2 separate regions of the Gossypium hirsutum genome follow, and region 1 is linked to region 2. A link is a contact called in public Hi-C data. All regions are on one chromosome and are shown on one strand. Each heading gives the region's core, a stretch centred on a gene start, on an enhancer-like site or on the middle of the called end of the contact. The rest is flanking DNA. Distances are from core to core; before and after follow the strand shown.

What was found. A called contact is a pair of places that touch in the nucleus more often than the background predicts.
Region 1: a Hi-C map of leaf shows a contact between it and region 2, with 1.9 times the contacts expected there. The contact joins the promoter of LOC121216173 here to the promoter of LOC107948453 in region 2. A contact is called at or near these places in 3 of 34 Hi-C or Micro-C datasets (callus and leaf).

The regions. Positions count from the first base shown.
Region 1 is chrD04:37,744,741-37,751,087 of Gossypium_hirsutum_v2.1, forward strand. It overlaps LOC121216173 (fructose-bisphosphate aldolase 6, cytosolic), which reads right to left and starts at 3,851. Exons shown (of 3, transcript XM_041091521.1): 1 at 3,574-3,851; 2 at 2,648-2,875; 3 at 1,430-2,537. The coding sequence starts at 3,601. The coding sequence ends at 1,717.
Region 2 is chrD04:37,336,229-37,343,261 of Gossypium_hirsutum_v2.1, forward strand. LOC107948453 (growth-regulating factor 3) reads right to left here and starts at 2,295. Exons shown (of 4, transcript XM_041091412.1): 1 at 1,840-2,295; 2 at 1,498-1,689; 3 at 883-1,258; 4 at 37-632. The coding sequence starts at 2,047. The coding sequence ends at 134. LOC107948452 (1,4-alpha-glucan-branching enzyme 2-2, chloroplastic/amyloplastic) reads left to right here. Exons shown (of 22, transcript XM_016883001.2): 22 at 1-63.

The DNA of each region.
Region 1 (6,347 bases), core at 2,601-5,100, 410 kb after region 2:
TAATTAGTTAAAATGTAGATAGATTTTCAGTATTTTTCTCCAACGGGCCAAACGCAGATTGCTCTCTCTCTTATGCTCAAAAAGTACATTGGATTTCATCTGCCTTTCTATTTTTGGTTTTCTGAGGAAAGACCTTTGAAAATATTCAAGACAAAGAAACGATGGTTAAAGGCTATCAATGAATATAAATAGCAACTGCAATTCTACCAAAACGCAACGTTTAGTTTCATTCCTCATCTTATTTTTTTTTTATTTTTTTTAATTAACTTTTATATGAATATGCTGTGAAGTGTAAACGACCGTGGGTGTTGGGGATGTTGGTGGATGGCTGTAGGTGTTGCTCAGGAAAAGAAGCTTTCATAATTAAAAATTTTATTTATTTTATTTTGAATTGATTCAAAATTGTATCATATTTAAAAATTATTTTATATTAATATTTTATATATTTTATAATTAAATTTATATAAAATTATTTTTTATATATACTTAAACTAATTTTTTTTAAAAACTTGTTCAGATTTGATTTAATATGGGCCAAATGAATACGTTAAAGTTTAGAGAGATTTTATTACCATTCATAGGGTCAATAATATTTTTTTTAAAAAAATTATATTTTTCATATTTTTTAAATTTATTTAAAATGATTTTTTTAAAAAAATTGAACAATTTTTTATATTTTATTGAAAGTAAAAAGAATTATTTTTAAAACATTTATGTACTGCAAGGATCAAATTGATAAAAAAAACTGTAAATGTTGAGGGCTAAAAGAGTTATTTTAATTTTTTTTATAACAACCTCATCACCAATTATAATGGCAAAATTGGAGGTACCAAAACTTTTAAATAAAAAAATATAGGAGCTTAATATTTCAAAATTAAAGTATAGAGTATAAGAACCTTTGGAATATTCAAACCTTTTAGATATTATATTATGTATTTGAATTTTAAATTTTTAAATGGATGTCATGTTATGAATTGTCATATGTAAATAAGCGTTGCGTTATTTTAACAATCAAGACGTGAGTACAAGTGTTCTTAAGCATATCTTTCATCCAATTTAAATGTTGCTGAAAAATTATGAGTAAAAGTAAGCATTATATATAAAATATATATATCACATGGTAAAACTATAACATAATGACAATTTAAGTACTAAAATAAAAAAAATATTTTAAATAGCAAAAAGAAAGAAAGTTAAATCGTGACAAACCTGTACATATAGGATTGTCTTAAGATTTGATGTGGAACCATAAATTTAACCTCAAATTCAGTTTTAAATTCCTTGCATCTAAGATCTTCAATTGGTTGAAGTCCATCACGCGAGTAATTCAATATTAAACATATGTGGGTATTAACCCCTTCCTTCCCTGCCAAGGCCTCCAAATGTAATATTACGATTGATGAATCATGAAAAGCAAATCAATAAGAAATAACCAACAGAATAAGGGCTTATACTTGGTCATTTTTGTCCCACAATGCGGGCTTACACTCAACTAAGCAGAGAATTTTGTTTTAAACTGAAATAAACAGAAAACCAAAAATACTCAACGAGCACAAAGGCTCCCAAACCTTATTTGTAATTTGTCTGATTCCACAGACTAAAGTCGATGAGCAACGGCAGAAACTCAAAAGAAGAAGAAAAAAACACTAGAACCCTAATATCAATACCGGAATTTACTCTGCTAAACATCACATATTTGACCACAAGCCTAATTTCTTAATATTTGTAGTCCTTGACATGAAGGCTCTCTGCGGCACCCTCACAAAGCTCTGCATCACCCTTGTATGTACCCAAAGTGGCTTCTGAGTTAGCCTTGCACCTAACGAGCAAAGCATCTTGTGCCTTCTTCACATTCTCCTCTTTTCCTGCCCAGGTCTTGAGAGTGCTCTGCTGAAGGGCGCGTCCGAATGAGAATGAGAGTGACCATGGTTTCTTGGTCTGGAGCTTGTTCATGGCATTAAGGTTTAGGGTAGCCTCCTCCTCACTTTGCCCACCAGACAAGAATACAATAGCTGGGACTGCAGCAGGGACAGTTCGCTGCAAGGCACGGACAGTATACTCAGCAATAACATCTGGGGCAACCTTCGGGGAGTCCGAACCAGGGGTCACCATGTTAGGCTTCAAAAGAGTACCCTCAAGCATGACATGGTGGTCATTTAGAGCCTTGTAGCAGGTAGCAAGAACACGCTCTGTCACTGCAGCACACTTTTGAATGTCATGTGATCCGTCAACAAGAATTTCAGGTTCGACGATTGGAACAAGGCCACATTGCTGGCAGATGGCAGCATACATAGCTAGCCCGTTGGCATTTTCTTGGATTGCAAGCTCGGTTGGCTCATTAGCACTGATCTTAAGGACAGCACGCCATTTAGCAAAGCGAGCACCAGCTTCATAGTACTTCTGGCATCGCTGTGCAAGGCCATCCAGACCCTGGGTGAAAGTCTCGCGGTTGGTTCCGTTAAGCTCAACGGTACCCTTGTCGACCTTGATGCCAGGGAGGACACCACCTTCCTTCAAAACATCAACGAAGGGCTTGCCTGCACATCAAATATCAATATCAGAAATCAACAACCATCCATAAGCTCTTAAAAAGGAATAACACTACCGAGGTTCTTAATATTATCAAAGTATGTCATTTTAATAATACCCGAAGCGGTTTTTTGATAAAGGGTTTCCTCGAAGAGAATAACACCACTGAGGTACTGAAGAGCTCCTGGAGCAGTGAAGAGGAGCTCACGGAGAGCACGCCTGTTTTCTTCAATATTTACTACATTAATGCTTGAAAGACGCTTGCCGATGGTGCCGGTGGATTCATCAGCAGCAAGGATACCCTTTCCAGGGGTGCCAATGTAAGCAGCGTTTTTAGCCAACTCATCTACAATATTTAAATAATTAAAAGATAAGCCATCAATTCACGATAAAGAACAGAGATCCGAATGTTTAAAAAACTTAAGTAGCCTAAGGGTGAAGGATAAGGTGCACTATCTCAGATCCAGAAAGATATCATGATATTATTAAGCACATCAAGGACTGATAATTAAATTAAAACTTCAAAAAGTATATATTAAAAAATATTACGCAGTTATAAAAAAGGGATCGGAGAGATAATATCCGAGCAGGTGCATGCAGATCTAGATCTTCAAAATTTAACCCCAAAAACAAAGACGAACAAAATTATAATTAATATTATTCATTAAAAAGAGGGAAAATCTATTATGTTCCTTTCGATTAAAGAGCAGCGAACAAATGACCATAGTTAATACCACTGACAATCAGATCGCAAGAAAAATGAAGCAGGCCCTAAAAGATCCAAATCTATATACCAAAAGAATATTGCTTTCATTAAAGTATAAAAACCACGAAGTCAACCAGATATATCACTCAATTAATTTAGTTAAACAGTAAGTAACAAAGTTTTCTCGTAAAAATGACAAAACAATTAACATATCAGACCAAAAATCTAAAGATCGAAATAAAAATGAAAAAACAAAGATGGATCAAAGAGATTAAGATTGTAAACATAAAATCAACGCCGAAGGGGAAAAAAGGAAGTAGAAAGGGAAGGGTAATTACCGGCGTATTTGCTAATGAAGCAAGACATTATGGTTGAATAGAAAAAGGAGGATTGAATTGAACAGAAAGATGTTTTTTGGTGGCAAGGAAAAGAGAGCGAGGGGAAAAGGAAGAGGGGTTAGGGTTTTTAAAAGAGAAGGGTTAGGTTAAACTGGAAAGTAAGAGAGAAATAGGTGGGGGGTGATTTGGCTTTCTAGATATTCGGGTATTTTTTCTTTTATTTTAATTTGTCGTCTTACTCTTTTCCAAGTTAGCAACCCATGTACTACTGCCCGTTGGATCTGTTCCTAACTTATTCGTCCATGGTTTTTCTTCTTCTTTCTTCTTTTTGCACTTTACTCTTTTACCCCTCAAACTCCCAACTAACCTTTTTGCATCTCTGCTCCACCTAACATTTTCCATCCTCGGCTTGGGCTTTTTTCTTCTCTTTAATTTATTTTTATCGAATTAATATTAACTATTTTTACCATAACAAACGATTAAAAACTGAGGGTGAGTTTGGAAGGGCGGTGCGTGTACTTACGGTTAGTGTAAAAACAACGGTGGCGGTGAGATTAGACACTGTAGCGATACTGTAGCGTGAGACAAAAAGTAAACTAAACGCACCGCACCGCACCTAATCGCCCATCCAAACCCACCATTAAAAGTCTGGTCATTTGAAACAACAATGCAATCAAGAATTCTTTGCTACTCCACTTTCCGCTTTCTGCTTTTCGCTTTGATTTGATTTATAACGATCTCATCAAACAAGGACAAATTTGAGAACCCACACACGATCAGGCGAAAAAAAATAAAGTTATATTTTATATGTATTTTGAAAATACATTAATCTAAGTAATTCAGATTAAAGTTTTAAGGGTAAATTATATCGGGATTTATAGGTGAAAGTATCGTGAATATTTTTGTATTATTAGTTATATGATATTATATTTTATATTAATAAATAAATAAATTAATCCATATATATTAGATTAAAGAATAAATTGATATTTCTATTAAAAATTTTATTCATTTCCGCTGTTAACAATTGATGGAAAGTATAAATTGTAAATTAATATGAGCACTATTTAAATTAAAAGTGATGATTTATCATCTTACAAATTTAATTATTCACAAGCATTATTCAAATTAAAAGTGATGATTTATCATCCAATGAATACATTTCCATGGAACATGTTTCTCTCAAGGAGTATGTCCAATATGAAGGGTTATGGCTCTTCAAATTGTATTCATTGAGTGCATATAAATAGAGGCATTATGGTGTTTACAAATATACAATTACAATCAATCTTATTTTCAAAAGCTAGAGTAAGAGTTAGGGAATTCCTCGATTTTGCTAATCAAAGGAAATTCAAAACTTCGTTATATCCCAATAGGACCTTTGTCTTAACCCTCTAGCAACTTTGTGGGGGGGCAAATAGTTCTCTTTGGAAAGCGTCATTCATGTCTCGAAGTCTACTGTTTATTTCCATACAAGTCTCTGGTTCTATCGTCTCCACTCAAATATCCAACAATCAAAGAGAACTAATTCTGGAGATGGCGACTGAGGCTAACACCACATTCAAAGTGATGAACCAAGAGTTTGTGAAACTTAATCGATTTGATGGTTCAAACTTCAATCGTTGGAAGGACAAGATGTTGTTCCTTCTTACTATCTTAAAAGTGGCGTACATTCTGGATCCAAACCTACAACCCGTGGAGGATCCCGCCCCCAATGCAAATTCTGAGGAAATTGAAAAGGTGGCTGAACTCAAGAAGAAGCACGAAGAAGACACTTTCACATGTTTAAGACACATCCTCAACACCTTGTCTGATCGATTGTATGATATTTACATGTCGATGCAATCCTCGGTGGAAATATGGAAAGCTCTTGAAGAGAAATACAACACCAAGAGACAAGGTACTGATAAATTTTTAATGATGAAGTATTTCAAATTCAAAATACTTGATAGTATCCCGATCATGGATCAAGTCCATGAATTACAAGTCCTTGTAAGCAGGCTTCGTGACTTGAAAGTTGTTATTCTAGAATTATTACAAGTTGGGGCTATCATCTTGAAGTTGCCCTTATCTTGGAACAATTATCGGAAGAAACTTCTACATATGGCAGAGGACTTCACTGTGGAGAAAATACTTAGGCATTTGCGTATTGAAGAGGAAACTCAGAAGTGTGATGCGATGTATCTTCCCTAAAGTTCTAAAGTGAACTATGTGAGCGAGTCTAAGAACTCTCGAAATGGTAAGCGAAAGGCCATATCCGAGACCAAGGACGTGCAAGACAAAAAGAAAAAAACTCGCAATTATTATAATTGCAATAAGAAATGACACTATATTAAGGATTGCAGACTTCTCAGAAAGAAGCAAGATGCCACAACTTCCAAATCCAACATGGACTTAGTGGCCATGGTTACGGAAGGGATCAAAAATTTGGAGATTGGTATGATTACTGAACTCAACATAGCCATGACTGATAAGTTCTGTAATTGGTGGCTTGACTCTAGAGCTATTGTCCATGTGTGTAATGACCGACAACAATTCAAGAGTTATGAACTAATGGCAAACTGTTAAGTGCTTATGGGAAACTATCAATCTGTTAAAGTGCTTGGTCAAGGGACAGTGGAACTCAACTTCACATTTGGGAAGAAATTGACTTTGACTAATGTGAGAGAATTTAGTGTCTGCAAGTATTCTATGTAACAAGGGATTCAAGATTATCTCGGAATACAATAAGTTGTATTGCTTAAGGAAGATATATATGTAGGAAAAGGATATTG
Region 2 (7,033 bases), core at 1,045-3,544:
TTTCAAGGAACCATTATTGTAGTCAGTTTGGTTCAATAAAAGTAAAAAACAGAGTTCAAGCAATTTACTTTTAAGTCCTGAAGTGTCTAAAAAGATTCAAGTGGTAACAATGCTAGTTTGAGATGCAGAGCCTTTAAGGTTGTGAATTGGACATGGATGATCTTAAAGCCTCGGCAAGGGGCCCTCCCATCGAAGCCACCTGGTTTGAGGCCCACCCAGCAGCCCAATTCAATTGGTCTCCCTTGCCAGTTGACAGCTTCAACGACACATCTGATGAAGAATTTCCTGGCATTGAAATGGAGAGGCAAGTTGCAGAACTCATCGGGCTTTCAGCAGGGTTGTCAGGTTGTTGTAAGGATCTAGGCCTATCATCAAAAAACTGTCTCAACATTTGACCATAATTTTGGGCTTCGAAAAGGCCCTTATGAACATTTTTGGAATCTGAGGAACTGCCAGACATAAAAGAAACACGAACATTGTAGGGCAAACAAAAATAAGCAAAATAAAGAAAATATATTGTACCGGAGCATAAAGAAAGCACGTTACAAAGACTAAAGAAATGGTTGGGGTCAGCTTGTACAGAATCTAAACCCCCTGCCCAGATTTTGAGATACATCCACTGGTCAGATATTGATTAGGGTCCTACCAAGGAGTAATCATCATCGCTACTTTAAAACAATTCTACAAAATAGATAGCAAATATTAGCAAACTTTAAAAATGTGAAGAGATTGTATCAACTATGATTTTATGTAATTTTTATTTTTTTTGACAAATTAAAATTTTCCTCCTAATTTTCAGGTTTTTTTCTCCTAAAAAAATTTAAATCTAATTAAAAATACCTTGTAATTAAGGTGATTAAGGAGATACTTAAAAGAAGTTACCTATAATTAAGGCGAAGAAGATCAACGGGAGGGGAATGCCCTGAAAGGAGTAAACTGTTGGCTCTATCACCAGCCAATTCTAAGGGTGAATTGGGAATCAGAGAAGTGGGTTTAAGGCCACCACATCCAACATCAACAACACCATCAGCAGCACCAACAAGAGTACTGTTGTTGATGATGGTGGTGCAGGCGCCACTAGATTTTAGCATTTCCACAGGCTTTCTTGAACGGTTGCGGCCACGGTGCACGTGGCGCTCGCAATACTTCTGGCCAGCCACCACGTCTCTCGAGCATCTCCACTTCTTCCCGTCAGTCCTCCGGCACCGGCCTGGCTCTGGATCCATTGCTGCTCTTCCCCAATACCCTGATTGCAACACTGATCCGACATCCTCATACTCGTCATATCTTTCAAGTACATACTATTTGGACAGATTCATTAAGTTCACTTAGGTAGACCGTGTAGATATATATATATAATACTATAAAATCATTTATGCATCAATCTCTTTTACCATGTACTTATTTTCTTTATAAATTTGATGAGAGAGTGCTAAAGTACGCATTTCATAAAAATATAAGAGCAAGGACACACATTTCATAAATATAATCACTCACAAGGTGGCTGGTAATGGGAGACGTGTCGAATAGGGTGGTGGAGGAAATATGAAGGAGAGTGAAGAATAGTAGAATTCTCGATTGATTGAAGGAGTTGGGGAGGAACAGCTGCGCCTGCTAACATGTATCTAAAGATCAAAGCTTGTAACTCCAGTTCCTGCCATTGAGACAAGCTGAAGAAACTTCCCATCCCTAAAGAGAGAAGTAAAAAGGTAACTTAGAAGGCAAAAATCAAGTAAGCAAGATAGCCAGAAACTTCCCAAACTTAGGAGTCGAAAACTTTTCTGAGAATCCTGCCAAGAAAACAAAAAAAGGTGCAAAGAAAAAGGAAGAAAATCTCACTGCTAGGAAACGTGGAGGATGAATGAGGAAGTGGTGGCAGGTTGTTGCTGCTGGATTTGCAGTGGTGATGAGGTACAAGCAAAGGAAGAGGAGATGGGTGTTGGTGATGATGATGATGAAAGTGAAGTTTTGGTATATTTGCAGAAGGTGGTGGTTGTTGATGGTCTGACTCATGCAGGTTTCTACATTGCTTCAGATGCAAGTCCATGGAAAGAGAAATGTACTTTCGGGGTTTTGGTTCGTTGGTTGGGGGGGGGGCTATTTTGACAGAGAGATTTTTATTTGGGTTTTGGGGTCTGTTTTGTTGATGTGTTAAAAAGAGAAAGTTTGGAAAAAGCTTTTGCAGGAACTTCTCTCTTTCTCTCTCTTATGGCTTCGGCAGATAGCAATACTTTAAGACTTCAAAGAGAGGAAGAGGAACTATTCTGACACCAGGAGGCAGACATTTTTAAATGTAAACAAATAAATCACTAAACGACAAAGTTATTTTTATAGATAATTGTTTTTATTTTATATGTGTAAAAATATTATCTTCACATGGTCCTAAGAATTTCGAGTAAAACAAGCACTCAAGGATATTTCGAGGCTGAAATGAGTGGCTAGAGCTTAAAAAGCAATAGCACTGGGAAAGGATGTAACGGCGCGAGATTTAGCTAAGTGACACGACGCCCTTGATTGACAAGCTGTCTGTGTGCCACGGCTTTCGGCCAAGCTCTACAGTGGTCTGCCCTAAACATATATTTTCCTGTTTTTGTTATTTTGACATACCTAAAGCCATTTGGGCAGCTAGAAATTAGGGTTAAAGGATATTTTTAAATTTTTAATGATTATTATATGTTAATTAAACTTAGACCTAGCCTTTAAGGAATGGTTTGGATGGGTATTTGGGTGCGGTGTGGTGCGGTGCGTTTAGCTTATTTTTTGTCTCACGTTACAGTATTGCTACAGTATCTAATCTCACCGCCACTATTATTTTTATACTAATCACAGGTAAACGCACGGCCCATCTAAACCCACCCTAAGTTTGTATATATATAGTTATTATACTCAACTTATATCACTTTAGTCTTGTTTTAATCTTCTTTCGAGTTCAAGAGAAAAGAGAAGATTCAACAAGAGATCGAGGACGCAACTTTGAAAAATTCGGTGAGATCATTTTAACTTATTCTTCGTTTATTATTATTTCCATTAAATTTTTGTTATTGTGGAACTTATTTGTTGAAACATGCAGAGTAACATCTTAATCATTGAACCTCCTCCTAAAAATAGAGCTCATGCTAGGCATGTTTTTATTAATAATAAATTTCATGGTTCTTATAGTAGTTGATAGATTCATGAATGTCACGCCTAAAAAGGAACTGCAACTTAAATATGGATAGATTTTCTATGATAGACTATGTTAAGGTAGTTTTTGAGTAGTGCCAATGAGTAATGTTTACTGGCGTCTGACATTGCTCACCTAAAAAACTTGTAATATTTTGTTTTGTCAAATTCTGGTAACAAAATCATTGGGCTTTGATCTTTACTGACTTTATGGACGTATGCAAGTCCATCTATGATATCAAAATAATTTATAGCAACATATCCTGAAGATTGGTTTGGATCATATCAAGGAAACCAATTTCCTTACTTTGAAGTGATTGGTTCGGATTGGCTAAACTTGGAAGTATACCCTGAAGATTAAAGACTTATCCTAGACTTAATGAAAATATTCTAAGAGTTGGTTACCCTACAATTTTATTGGGAAGATTGATTGTAATTGATATAATATGTTAGCAAGTATCAATTCCTTATAAATTGAAAAGACTTGTATATGTGATGTACTAATTAGAAAACACTTAGTTTTGTTCATTGAGGAATATTTCTGTAGAGTGTATTGAGCGTAAAATCAAGTGTGCTACTTGGTTTTTTATCCTAAGTTTCCAAGGGGGAAACCTTAGAGGAGAGTGATTTAGCTCTTAGGTGCAAACGTTAGGATTTTAATCTAGTAATTATTAGAGGTTGTAGTGACTTGTTGTATGAGTTACTAAGATAGAAGATTATCTTTCTGGGCAAGGCCCTGCAAGCGTAGGGAAAGCGAATGGCGCTACCATATTGTGTGTTCATTACTTTTCTACCTTGTTCTTCACTAATGCCAAAACTAGTTGGTACATACTTAATTTACTTGCAATTATCATTTTTGTTCTTTCAATTATTAGAGCCTCCCACTTAACGTAGCTAGTTGTGTTTACTAGTACCAATATTTGCTTGTAATGGAAGGTTCTTCAGTTTCATATCTCCCTATGTTCGATGGATTAAATTATGCCTATTGGAAGACATGTATGAGAGCCTTTATAAAGTCAATTGATGAGAAGGCTTAGAAGGTTGTTTTATTAAGTTTGGAGCCACTTATGAAAGAAATAGATGGAGCTTGAGTTATCAAACCTAAAACTACTTGGACCACAAATGATGACAAAAATCCAATTTTAACTTGGAGACCTTATATGCTATCTTCAACAATGTAGATCCTCAAGAATTAAAGTGCATTTCTAAGTATATTTTTGCTTATATGGCATGGAACATTCTTGAAATAACCCATTAAAGACCCAACACTGTAAAAACAATCAAAGTTGTAAATGTTCACCACCAAATTTGTGATACTTAAAATACATGAAAGTGAGACTCTTGATGAGTTTTATTTCAAGCTATATGATCTACCAAATCAGGCTTTCGCTCTTGGTGATGAGTTTTGTAATGACTCGATTTTAGTCGGTGTCAGAAAATGCGGTTTCAAAACCCAAATTCCATAAATCGAGTCCATGAGATTATAATAGAAGGATTTACAGAGTTAGTACGGAAATATATTAAATATCGTTAAGAAATTTAATCAAGAAAAATCGTTAATTAAAGTTCAGGGACTAAATTGTAAAAGTCTAATCACTATTAAATTTTATAATAGAAAATGCTTGAAGACCTAATTGGTAATTAACCAAAGGACTTAAATGGTTATTAAACCATTATTTCTATAGAATATTGGATGATAATGACGATAGTCATTTATCTTTGTGATTATAATTATAATATATATGCCTTAAATAAACAAACCTAAACATGATTAAGTTTATTAATTAAGTAATTAATCTAAGTATAAATATATCAAATAGTGGAGAGAGGATGAATTCATTATATTTCTCTCAAAGCTTTCCATCCATGGTTGAAGGGAAGAAGAGGTGTTTCCTTTTTTCAATTTGATCCAAATTACCAAGGTAATTTAGCAATTTTCTTTAAGATTTTTATAGATCTACGATCCATTAAGCTTAATCGAGCTAACCCAATGATTATATTTTGAGATCGTTAAGTTTATACCAACTTGTTATTTTGAGGTTTGTGAGATTAAAGCTTGAAATTAATAGATATGTAATTGTTAAGTTTTGTATTTAGTTGAAATTGTATTAGAATATATGAGATTAGTTTAGAATTGAAAGTTTAGTTATTTTTGACATTAGGGACTAAATTGAATAAATTAAGAGTTATTAAGAAATTATGATAGAGGTTAAAAGTATAAGGTCCCTAATAGAAGGATATGAAATTAAAATTAGATCCGATGTTAAATAACGAAATATATAAGTATTTTGGATATAGGGACTAAAATGAATAAAATAAAAATATGTATAATTATATGTTTTTTATGTAATTGAGTGGAAACTAATACCATTTTTGTAATTGAATTATTGAACGTGGATAAAAAAGACGTCGGGTTGTCCCGAGAGAAAGGAAAGACGAGAGTCATAGACGAGTAACAATTACAGTTTGTACTTTCATGATTTGAATTATAAATATATGATGTAACAACTTGCCTGGTGAAGTCTTTGTATCTGATTACTGTTTGGCGTATAGTTGGTAAAATAAGGACAGATATGAGTAAGTAAAATGTTTGTTTTGGCTAAATATAGAATTATGTGTATTGTGCCATTTGGTGTACTTTTAGTTTAGATGAGTTCTGTGGTTTGGTGGACTCTTCTGTTAAGTATCCGCCCAACCCAGATGCTTTGGGCGAACTTGTTAAGACCACGACTGTTTAGATTTGTTTATTATTTAAGTATGGTAATTTAGTTAGTTAAGTTGAGATTTAGTTAGAACCGAACTAGACTACTATAGACTATAAGACTTAAATTATGTTAAGTGCACTTAATCACGGGAATCAATATTGGAATTATTTGATTTTTCTAGTAATCCTTGTGTCCGAGCTTAAGTATATAAGAATAACGGTGGTCTTTCTGAAAACTTTTACGTTTTCTTTTTCTTCATTGATTTCCTCTGAAAACTCTTTAAAAACCTAAGTTCAAAAAACCTCTTCAAAGTAAGGTTCACAGTATTCAGCTAACTTCTACGTTAGTACCAACTCACTGGGAATTACTGATGAAACCTAGGTTACCCGCTAAGTCATTTACGTGTTTCTCGTTCTGCATGCATAGATGTTAGAATAGTATGTGAGGAAGGAAACTTCCTGATTTTGGATTAAGTGTTGTTGATTCTTGTATGCATGATCAGATTTGATCGATTGTGTTGGAACATTTTCAGATATTTATAGTATTCTAATAACTATAAATGAATGGGTGTAATTAATCAAAAGATAAATCTTTTGATCATTAGTCAAAAGTTATATCATTTGATTTTTGAAAAAGAATTATAGCTATTCAAACAATATTACTTGAATAGTTATAAAATTAAATGAATAATTATTATTATTTTATTTATTCATCAAGACACCTATTGAAAGATGTCTCTATGAAGAGACATGAAAATTCTTATAAATAAGAATGAGATTTCATTTGAAAATCACACCAACAAGTTCTCAATGTTCTTTCTATCCTTCATTTTCTAATATTATTAGATTGTTCTATAAAGATTTACTATAGAAATTCTTTGTAGAAATTGAGTTTCTTGTTATATATTACTCAGTGCTTAGTGGACTATTCTCGTTAGTGCAAAACGTAAATAGTCATTTGCTTCATTGTATCATCGAGGTTAATTTGCTTGAAACTCGTTTGCACACCGAAGATAGGTGGGAGCAAATATAAACTTAAAGATAGTGGTTTGATACACGCCTTGGAGCCTTATCATATTTCTTCTTTTTCTATTCGAGTTCCGTTTGTCTGTTCGAGATTTTCCTTACTGGAGATTTGTAATAAGAATTTTAAGGTTATATTTCATG